Linked DNA regions of Mus musculus: region 2 is linked to region 1. A link is a contact called in public targeted proximity ligation data. All regions are on one chromosome and are shown on one strand. The core of a region is the stretch at or near the end of the contact, and the rest is flanking DNA. Distances in the headings are between cores, read along the strand shown.

Region 1 (5,059 bases), core at 703-3,202:
ATTTATAAACTTTATGTCACCAATTTTGCAAAGTTGATGAGACCTTGGTGAATCCCACAGAACCATTAGAGACTGAAGAAGACAAATATTATTTTTATCCATTTATGCTCAAAAAAGGAGCCATCAGCTATAATGATTAACGCAAGCCGTTATGAGTTCTTCCTGGTAAACCCTGTGTAACATTCAGTGACTTCTTGGTGGGGGCAGGGGTTGGGGGGGTGGGAATGGGATGGAAAGTGGGTGAAGAACTGGAGAGCCAGTCTCTCAGGCATTGCTGCACCAGCTTTTCTCACACATCCGCCCGCCATCAGCCAGGCACTGTTTACTGCAAGGCCTGGCTTTTTGTCTGGGAATACCCTGTGGCATTCCCAAGGTCTCCTTTTACAAACTTCTCCCTTTTTGACTTTCCAATAGCTTGTTTGTGTGCATTGCCTTTGTCCCATCCATCCCTTCAGCACTTGAGGAGGCATGGCTTCCTTGTAATTCTCTTTAAGGTGCTTGCTGCTTTTGGAAGATACTGTTACTTTCATCTCAATAAGAAAAGGTCTCCATAGTGTTCGTTCCTTCCTTTGCTCATTGCTCTTGGCAGCCAAATTGTGGCATGTTTCTGGAAATTTTTAGTTAGGTAAGCCCACCACTGTGGGCGAATACACACTTTTTCTTTTATTGAGACAGGGTTTCTCTGTATAGCCCTGGCTGTCCTGCAACTCACTTTGTAGACCAGGCTGGCTTTGAACTCAGAAATCTGCCTGCCTCTGCCTCCCAAGTGCTAGGATTTAAGGCGTGTGCCACCACCGCCTAGTGAATACACACTCTTACTAATTATGTAAGACACCTTTTCGTTTTCAATATCATCTTGCACTAAGCTGATTTTTGTTTAGTTTTGCCTTTTAGACAGGGTCTCATATAATCCTGGCTAGCTTGAAACTCACTATGGGGCAGAGGGCGGGGCCCGGGGGGGGGGGGGAGACAGAGAAACAGAGATAGAGAGAGACACAAACAGATACAGAGAAAGAGAGAGATACCAAAAGAAGAGCACCAGAGAGAGAGAGAGAGAGAGAGAGAGAGAGAGAGAGAGAGATCTACTTTCCTCTACTTCCTTAGTGTTGGGATTAAAGCCCCTAAACCATGGTTGTAATTATTATTTACATAACTGTTTTACATCATTGTGTTTTGGAACCTATAGTTTAAGGTCTGAGTTGGGAGATAAAGCTTTCTCTTGTTAAGCAGCTCTATTTGTATAATAATAAACAGCTTTTTAAGGCACTAGGCCTTAGACCTCTAGGGGTATCCTCCCATTAGCCTTAGGAATACAAACACTTGCATCACTGGACGGTGATTACCATTCAAGATGACCATGTTACATGTATGCTCTACCAAAGGTTATAAAGATGGATAAATTCAGCAAGGTAAGCGTGTAGGCAGATCTGAAGACTTTAGTTACAGTAGACTTTAGTTTAGTAGAGTTGGGTCTCTTATCCTCCTCTCTAGTCTGTGGTCCTAGTCACCTCTCTGAACTAAAAACATGAAAGTTAGCCAGAAAGTTTGATTCTTATGTTTGAAGATGTAAACAGGATTTCTTTAGTAACTTTTCTTTTAAAAATGCTGAAGACTTAAAACATAATGCATGCATTTTTTTAAAAATAAAACTAAGCTTTTTAAAAGCGGAGCGAAACCCATGCTAATTCACTGCCTTTGGGACACGCATTCTGGGCATTGTTTTTAAGCATTTCAACCCAAAATGCTTTAATGGAATGTTACAGTCACTGCTCATTATCTTGAATTCACTTGCAGGTCATTTGTTCTTAACTGGCTTTTTTTTTTTTAAATGAAAAAGTGAGCATTCACCATGCGCCTCTCTAAAGGAAATCAGTCCCAATTGTTCCTAACAAAGGGCTTGCTTTAAAGCTAAAGCTCTGAGTAGAGCTGCTACTTCTGGGCTTTGATACTTCCAACAGTACAGATGTTGGCATTGTGATGGAACAGAGCTCATCTCCTGTGTCCTGGTCGTGCTCAGTCCCCTGGAGCCGCTGGGGAGGAGATTCTGTTATAAGGAAAATGTTCATCAGATGCTCACACTCTAAGGAGGAGTTGCAAGTGTGACTGTGCCACACTCAGTTCTGGGCTCCACCTGTATCTTCATTGGCGCCACCTGGAGAAAAACTGCTCTTCTCTTTTATCCGAGTTGGGATAAATTTCGAGTAAAACTCTGAGCAGTAGCACCAAGGCCGCCTTTAAAAGTAGAAGGCGTGGTTTGTTGTTGTTTGTTTTGTCTTATAATGCTGCAGCAAAATAGGACCTTCGATTTGATGAAACGTGTGTAATTTATTCCAGCTGTCTTGTATATAGATAGATCCTAAGCAGTCCTGTAGAGTGATTTACTCCCTTACTGGGAAGGAACCATCACAACAGAAAAACTGGCTACAGTAATTCTTGAAAATGCACAATAAGAGAACAACCAAAACAAACAAACAAACAAACCCAAAAAACCCTTTTTGGGGGGTGGTGGATTTTTTTGTGTTTGTTTTATCGTTTAACTCTCAGAACAGTGGGAATACTGAGGTTGAAGTGAATGCATCAAGTGAGCTCTCCCAGATCATCTGTGGGATGTTGCTGCTATAGGCTTCCTCAAGGTCTTTCACCAAGCCGTGTAGTGCTTATCTCTGACCTAGACAGTCTGAACTATGGAGCAGTTTGCTAAAAACTGGATTAGTTAGGGTGTATGATAATGGTCATTAAATCTGCCTGCCTCTGCCTCCCAAGTGCTGGGATTAAAGGCATGGGCTACCACCGCCCGGCTTGTATGCTATCCTTAAAAAATTAATTTTTAATAATAGGAGAAGAAGTAGGATAGGAATGTAACTTAGTGAACAGAGCACATGCCCCGCATGCCCAAGGTCAGGTTCCTGGCCTTCTGGAAACAGAGAAGAAACCAAAGATGCTACAAGCTGCCTTGTGAACCCCTGTGGAGATGGTTAGTCGTCAGTATTTCTAGAAACATTTATCTTATAAAATGACTCCCAGAAGAGAGAGGAAACTAACCAGTGACCCCCCAGGGAAATGAAATAGCTATAAAAAAAAAAAAAAAACAAACTAAGCTGTTTTCTCAAAAAGTAAGATCCAGACGGTTCAATAAATACCTCCAATGCTGATATTAAGAAGGGCTAATAAGAGCAGGCTGTGAGACACAGGGAATAAACTACTAGAACCTTTCTGAAAGGAAAAAACAAACAAACTGTGGATGGTCATGTTACTATTTCACCGTTTAAAATGTATTTTTATTAGTACTTTTGAGAATTGCATACATGCGTACATTATATTTTGATTATATTCACCATCCACTCCAGCTAACCTCTAGCAAACTCCTCTCAGGTCCACTCTGACTCCCTGGCCCCTCCCAACTTTGTGTGCCCGCTTGAAAACTCACTGGTAAGCCTAGTTGACTTAGCAGGGGTCACACCCTTAGAGAAAACCAACTTCTCCTTTCTCAGACGCCATCAACTGTCAACAGTTCTTCAGGAAAGGATAACGGTTCTCTCCCGGAGCCCCTTACCCATCCCATGTTGAAATGTTAATTGGAACTATGCAGGTCATGTGCAGGCAGCCACAGCTGGTGTGAGCTCTTGAGTGCAGTGGATCTGTTATCTCTAGAAGATACTGTTTGACTCCAGTCCTCCCCATCTCTGTCTCTGACAGTCTTTCTGGTCCCTCTTCCTCAGTGGTCCCAAGCCTTGAGAGATGGGCACTCGATAAAGATGTCTGACTTGTAGCTGAGCACTGCACAGGCACTTCCTCTCTGCCCTTTGAATAGTTGTGAGTTTCTGTGTTAACCACGGTCCACTCACATCCCCTTCTTTGATGAGAATTGAGAGGTGCACTCGTCTATGGTATAGATTAGTATACCATAGGCTGGTATACAAAGATACAAATCTGTAGGGAAATTTGAGCCTAAGTCTGCTAACACAAAAAGAAAAGAAAGAGAGAAATGTAGTAGATTCACTCTCAGACCTGTGAGCTCCCAAAGCCATGGGTTCTCAGTCGGATTTATAGCACTAAGCATGCACCATCTCCATGACACCATCTCAGACTATACTGAAAAAGACCTTCACGTGTTGTTAACGTGCCAAGATGATCCTAATAGCAGAAATTGACAAGGATGTTCTGCACGGACATGTGCGCTGCAGATCAATCTTTCTTACGAATATTGATGGGAGGCCTTTCAACAGTATACCATCAAATAGGATCTAGGCACTGAATAACTCTGACCAAGTTGATTCCATCCCAGGAGTGAAAGCTTGGCTTGGTATCAGGAAAGCCTTTCTGCATAGGGAGTGGACTAAAATAGAAAAACCTGTATGATCATCTCAACACGTCACTAAATTTCTGTCACTGATTATGGTCATAATTACTTGACTACATACTTGGAAAAAACTCAGTGAATTGTATTCTTTTTTATTTTTATTATTTGTTTGTTTGTTTGTTTGTTTGTTTGTTTATTTATTTATTTATTTTGATACAGGGTTTCTCTGTATATCGCCCTGGCTGTCCTGAATCTCACTCTGTAGACCAGGCTGGCCTTGAATTCAGAAATCCACCTGCCTCTGCCTCCCAAGTGCGGGAATTAAAGGCATGCGCCACCACCTCCCAGCCCTAAACTGTATTTTTAAAAAGAATTTATTTACTGCTTGTAAATTTGTCAATAAAATTAACTTTAAAAAGAAATAGAATCACTTTATGATGACAAAGAATCATCTGATATATATTCCTGAATACATTACAGTTTGGTAAGATTGGGGGTTGGAGAGATGGCTCCGTAAGCAAGAGTTCTTGCTGCACAGGCTTAAGGACCTAAGTTCAATTCCCCAGCACCCATATCAAGGTCTGATATCACCTCATACACCAGTAACTGAAGCAGTGGGAGTTGAGGCTGGGGTGGGGCAGGAAGAGACAAGAGGACAGGATCACTAGGGATTGCTGGCTAGCCAACATAACTTGGACTGGGGAAGGGGACAACAAGCTCTGAGTTTAATGCGAGACCCTGTCCTTTTGGAGTAAGTCA
Region 2 (5,059 bases), core at 1,408-3,907, 64 kb before region 1:
CAGTGATGTACTTCCTCCAGCAATGGTCTTTGTCTAGAGGTAGGTCTTGTTCTCCTGGGAATGGCAGAATTCCAAGAGCTGATACAGAAATGCACAGTTTTGAAGACTACCATTATATCATGAGTGTACTTACTCCATTGGCCAAAGTAGATCATGTGGTAGATTCCAGGAGGAAAAGCCTTGGATAGAGGGAAGCTATTACTTGGGAGCCATTATTGTTTTTGTTTTGTTGTTGTTGTTGTTGTTGTTATATCTGCTATAAGAAACATACATGTCTCCTCTGTATGGAAATAAATAATAATTTTAAGACTTTGTTTAAATGATTATTTTCTAGTTTTTAAATAGGTTTCACGATTTTTCTGGCCAAGTCACTATTGCTAGTGACATTGATGATCTTTCATTTCCAATAGAGGATGGCTTTCCTGAAATCCCACCGATATAAGTAGATCAGGAAGGATTGTTTTGTTTTGTTTTGTCTTTCATACATGGAACTAACAATGGGGTATAAGGCTCGTGGGGAAATTCTTAGAGTCCAGTTTCACCGTGTTATCTCTACAAATGTCCTGTAAGCAGTTGGCTTTGGGACTTCTCTACCAGAAGCCCAAGGTTGTTTGCCTGGGAGATTAGGTTCTAATGGAGAAAGCAGCTGTGCAGGATTGGGGTGTGGGAGTCTAACGCCTCTGAGCGCTTTTGATCCACTGAGAGGTCATTCAGATTTGGCTTCGCCTGTTTTCATATCCCCTATGGCATCGCCTCTCTGGGAAGCAAATCCACTTCCCACTCCTTGAAGTTCAGAGTGGAAGTCTGAGGCACGCGACAGGGAGACTGATTTCCCCAGCCCCAGATTCCAGCCAGCCCGCGACTCAGAGCGGTGAGATGCTGCCCCCTATACAGTGATTCACAGCAGTTGGTTGCAAGGTTCTTTGATCTTTGATCCGCTGCTCTTTCTCTGCTGCCCCCTCCACTGGCCCCATCTTGAACTCTGTTAAGTCAGTATTGCTGTTACTTTTTGTTCAAGGACTAAGAGTAAGGAAAACTGTGTCCTCGCCTGTGAGTTACTGGATGTCTTAGGGCTACGGTTTTCTCATCTGAAAAGCGTGCAAGCTGGACCACACACATGTTCTTACTCTGTGCTTTAATAAGTCCAGAATGCTTGGACCCAAGTCCTAAGTTAGTGATGCCTTAAATCGCTAGTAGCGGCCACACACACCTGGAAGAACACTGGAGATACCGTCCCTAACAATACACATCTATTTGATTTGTCAGCTTTACGTGAATAAAACTTTAAGAACAATGCATTTTTTGTTATAAAGGAATTTTTATGCTTCATTCCAGGGTGATACTAAACCACCACAAATTCACTCGAGTTGGGGTTGGGGGTGGGGTTGTTAAAAGATTTCAAAACTGCCTGCAGGTGCTCTTTGTAGAGCCTCAAGGGAGTGTCCTCAAGCAAGGGTCATCAAATGCTGGTCTTCCTCTGACAGAACGCAAGTTTTCTTTCCCACAAGTGTTTTGTTTTGTCTGAGGAGGGGAAAGTGGAAGGAAGTGATAAAGCTGAACTGTACCACTTGCTTCGACCCAACTGGGAGGGAGTCGCTCTCTTCCTGTGCCTGTTAGATAAATTTAATTTTAGCGTTCAGAACAGCACAACTCCAAACGGATCCTTAGATCTAGCCCCTACCCTCTTCGAAGCTAAACTAACCTAGTGAGATTCCAAGTGGCTCCAGCAGGCGCGCCCCCATTGTAGCTCAATGGCGCGGGACCCCTCACTAGCCCATCCCTAACCTGTTGGATAGATCGTCCTTCTTGAGAGCACCTGCTATCCTTAGAAGGGAGACAAGTGTGGTCTCAGAACCTTTGCGCGTCCCTTCCTGATAAAGGGGGTATAGGGGAGGGCTCTGCTTGCTTAAGTGCTGGCTCCTCAAGGAAGAGGAGTCAAGTCTGGCATTGCCCGACTGGTGGCCAGGGACACTGGCAGCGGCACGCCCTACCCCAACACAGTCCACAGCAGTGAGGCTTCGAGACTCTGAGAAGCTCCCAGAAGCTCTGGAGCTTTGGAGGATCCCGCTAATCTCAGGGAGCCGCTTCACCCCTGCTCTGAGTCCTGGCTGCACAGTGGCCCGGGCGCACAATCTCCCACGCACCGACTAGAGCGTTAGGTCCGACTGCGGGCTGCTCTGCTGCTGCAAACCGGTCTGGCTTCCTTGCAGGGCGTGCGGGACAGAGCAGAGGGTGGAGAGAAAAGGGGAAGAGCCTGGGCGGCCGGCGGGCGGGGCCTGCAGCCTCCCGGAGTCGCGGCCGCCGTGCAGCCTGCTCGCTGCCCGCCCCGCTCGGACTCCGGCGCGCCGTGCGGGGGCCCGTGGCTGCGGGGCACCGCCACTCCTCGGCCTCCATCCCCCGATCTCGCCTCGCCGCGCCACCCGGCGCTGTCTGGTCCTAGTGGTCCGCTTGCCGTTCTGCCGACCAGAGGAGCGGCGGGAAGGAAGGGGAACGCGGGGACACGCACACCGGCCGCGGCGCGCGCGCATTGCACACTCGCAGCCGCGCGTCCCCGTCGCCGCGCGTCCGAGCCCAGTGTGGCCCCGCGGCAGGGCCCGGCACCTGCCCGCCCCCCCACCCCACCCCCCGGCGCTGCTCCGGCTCCGCCCCGCCCGCCGCCCGCCGCCCGCTGCAGCCACCGGAGAACCCACGACATCCCGACAACTTGCCCGCGGTGGCGCAACTGGTCTCGGCCGCCAAGGCTCCAGCACGCCGGCCGAAGGAGGTAAGTTTCCTGCGCGTCCCCGGCAACCCTGCCTACACCCTCCCTTGCCGCCGCGCCTGAGGCTCTGTGTGTCTCTGCTGGGACCTGACCTGCTCTCCACCTTTCCACTTTGCCTGTCCAAGTTGTGCTGGGGGTGACATGGAGGGGGCGCCCGTGGTCGTCAAACCAGGACCTTCGCTCCTCGGGGGCCACAGCTGCGCAGTCCCCGTGGGCACCGACCGCCTCGCTACCCTGATCCCTAGGGCCGCAGTGACACCCAGTGATCCCTCGGGCTCACTTAAGTCAGAGACCCCTCCCTCGTTTCTGGGGAACCTGCTGAGTTTTGTTGCAGCAGGAGAGGTGTCTCCGTCATTCTCCCCTGCTTCTAAACAGCAGCGAACTTGTTAGGCGCCCCCCGGGATGTACAGAGGGGCTTCCACGAGTGGCGTTCTGCTTGATTTCTGGCTCTGGCGCCGGGTGGAACAGGTGAACTACAGTTCCAGCCTGAAAACAGCCGCCGACTTTTACAGTCCCCTGTCTTCAATGGCCCTGTCAATGTGACGATTCAACATCTGGGGCGGGGGTGGGGGGTGGCGGGGGGGATGGGGAGAGCGCTGGAGTTGGACTTGCCACTCTGGTGCCAGGAGTCGTCAGAACCGAAGACAACAAACGTCTGCTTATCTCTCATCTATGCAGATGAGCATGTTCTCATTTCTTACCCCCACCCTCTCAAGCCGGCTGTCTGCTGTGCACAGCACGCTTGGGTAGAAACCTGTTCCAGAGAAGTTGTTTGGGTAGTCAGTGAATTTGTTCTTCATGTCTACTGAAGTCAGGACTTTGAACAGGATCTGCTATTTACTATGATGCTATGTAAAGGAAGCGCATGCTGACTCTCAAGTAGCCATCCCCCCCACCCCCCCCACCCCCGCCTCTGCCCTGGCTCTGCCCCTTGATGGCATTCTCAGCCTGGTAGAGGTCCCCCTGTAAAATGAATGGTCCATAAGGACTGAGACCTGATTAATCTGATCTAAGAAGTAGTCCGAGGCTGTTCTCTTGAACTTAGCTGTAAAGGGCCCCTTTCACCTCTCTTCCGGGAGACTTCCCTCTTGTTCTGTGTAGAGGCTGTAGTGTTTTTGCAGTCGTTGGAGTAGATCAAAGTCCAAGGATTGGTTTTCCTTAGACTCCAGTGTGATGGGGGTTCATGGAAGCTTCTGTCAGAGGGCTGCCCACTGAAAGGCAAAACAGAAAAACAAAAACAAAAACTTACCCAACCAAGTTCAAGGTTGAGCCTTAAGTGTCCTGTGCGATCTCTAAGCTGAAGAAAATGCTGGGTTCTGTGTACAAAGGTGGAGGACCCCCCCCCCCCAGGATGCATGGGAAGTGCAGCCATCCTTGGGCAGGAAAGTTGAACAGTGCTTACAGATAAAGCCATATTACATTTTTATCCAAACTAAGAAAACTGGAGGGACTGGGGGGGAAAAAAAACCCACCTAATATTTGCATCAGTGTCTTGCAATTTTTAATTGCTTTTCAGTATGCTCATCTTATTTCAACCACTTCTGAGGGAGGTGTGGTGAAGATGCTTATCATAGGTTTAGAGGAGGCATGGGGGACTCGGATTCTGGGGTTTATCACAGTGACAATCGGTCCTTCCAGTTAAAGCCAGCCTTGCTGTCCCTCATTCAGAGCCAGCCCTGTACTAGTGAAGTCTTCTTTTCTTTAATGGCTAGATTTGTCGTCTCCTCACAGTGGTCAGTTCGACCTCCTTGTGATTTGATGCTCACATTTTGCAGATGTGGGGAAACTCGGGGGTCAGGCCATCATGAGAGTTTTACATCACTTCTCGAACCCTGAGTGGATGGTCCAAGAGGGAGAGTTCATCTAATCGCCTGACAGTTTGTTGCTTTGTGTTTTCTGTCATTGTCCCACTTCTGATTAGATGAGGTCACTCTGTTCAGTGAGCTGGTTGGTGAACTGGGCTGTAGCTCTGACACAGCCTTTGTGCCAGACCATACGCTGAGCCTTAAGCATTTCTCATGGGAAACAAAAAAGTGCCTACGAAATTATGTCTCTTTTGGCCAGCTTTAGCATCCTTCGGGGTCTAATAATGTGGTATTATTTCCTGTAGGAGAAACCCAGTTTCCCTGTATCAGCCAAGGGAGCTAGCTAATCATTGATTCCAGCTTCAGTTTGTTTTTTCTGACTTGGGCAGTTTCACATCGTACCACTTGACGGAGGGAAAGAAAACTGCAAGTGTGCTTGAGCAGCTTCGAGCACCTATGCTGCTTAGTGCTTCTATTTGACTTTGAAGTATTC

The links.
Region 2: a contact with region 1 is called in a targeted proximity ligation map of embryonic stem cells, with 8 read pairs. A contact is called at or near these places in 7 of 39 promoter capture datasets (the HPC-7 cell line, cranial neural crest, embryonic stem cells and 4 more), 24 of 484 Hi-C or Micro-C datasets (the AML12 cell line, B cells, CD8 T cells and 17 more), 14 of 130 datasets of targeted methods (double positive thymocytes, embryonic midbrain, embryonic stem cells and 7 more) and 3 of 9 other capture datasets (adipose tissue, liver and pancreatic islet).

What each region holds. Positions count from the first base shown.
Region 1 is chr19:24,488,899-24,493,957 of GRCm38.p6, reverse strand. The region is part of intron 1 of Pip5k1b (phosphatidylinositol-4-phosphate 5-kinase, type 1 beta); the gene reads left to right. The region is part of intron 2 of Gm52399 (a long non-coding RNA gene); the gene reads right to left. Among named protein-coding and RNA genes, the nearest start is that of Gm52399, 8.8 kb to the right of the region's middle.
Region 2 is chr19:24,553,470-24,558,528 of GRCm38.p6, reverse strand. Pip5k1b (phosphatidylinositol-4-phosphate 5-kinase, type 1 beta) reads left to right here and starts at 2,657. Exons shown (of 15, transcript NM_008846.3): 1 at 2,657-2,764. Gm50341 (predicted gene, 50341) reads right to left here and starts at 2,197. Exons shown (of 2, transcript NR_169181.1): 1 at 2,145-2,197; 2 at 1,119-1,521.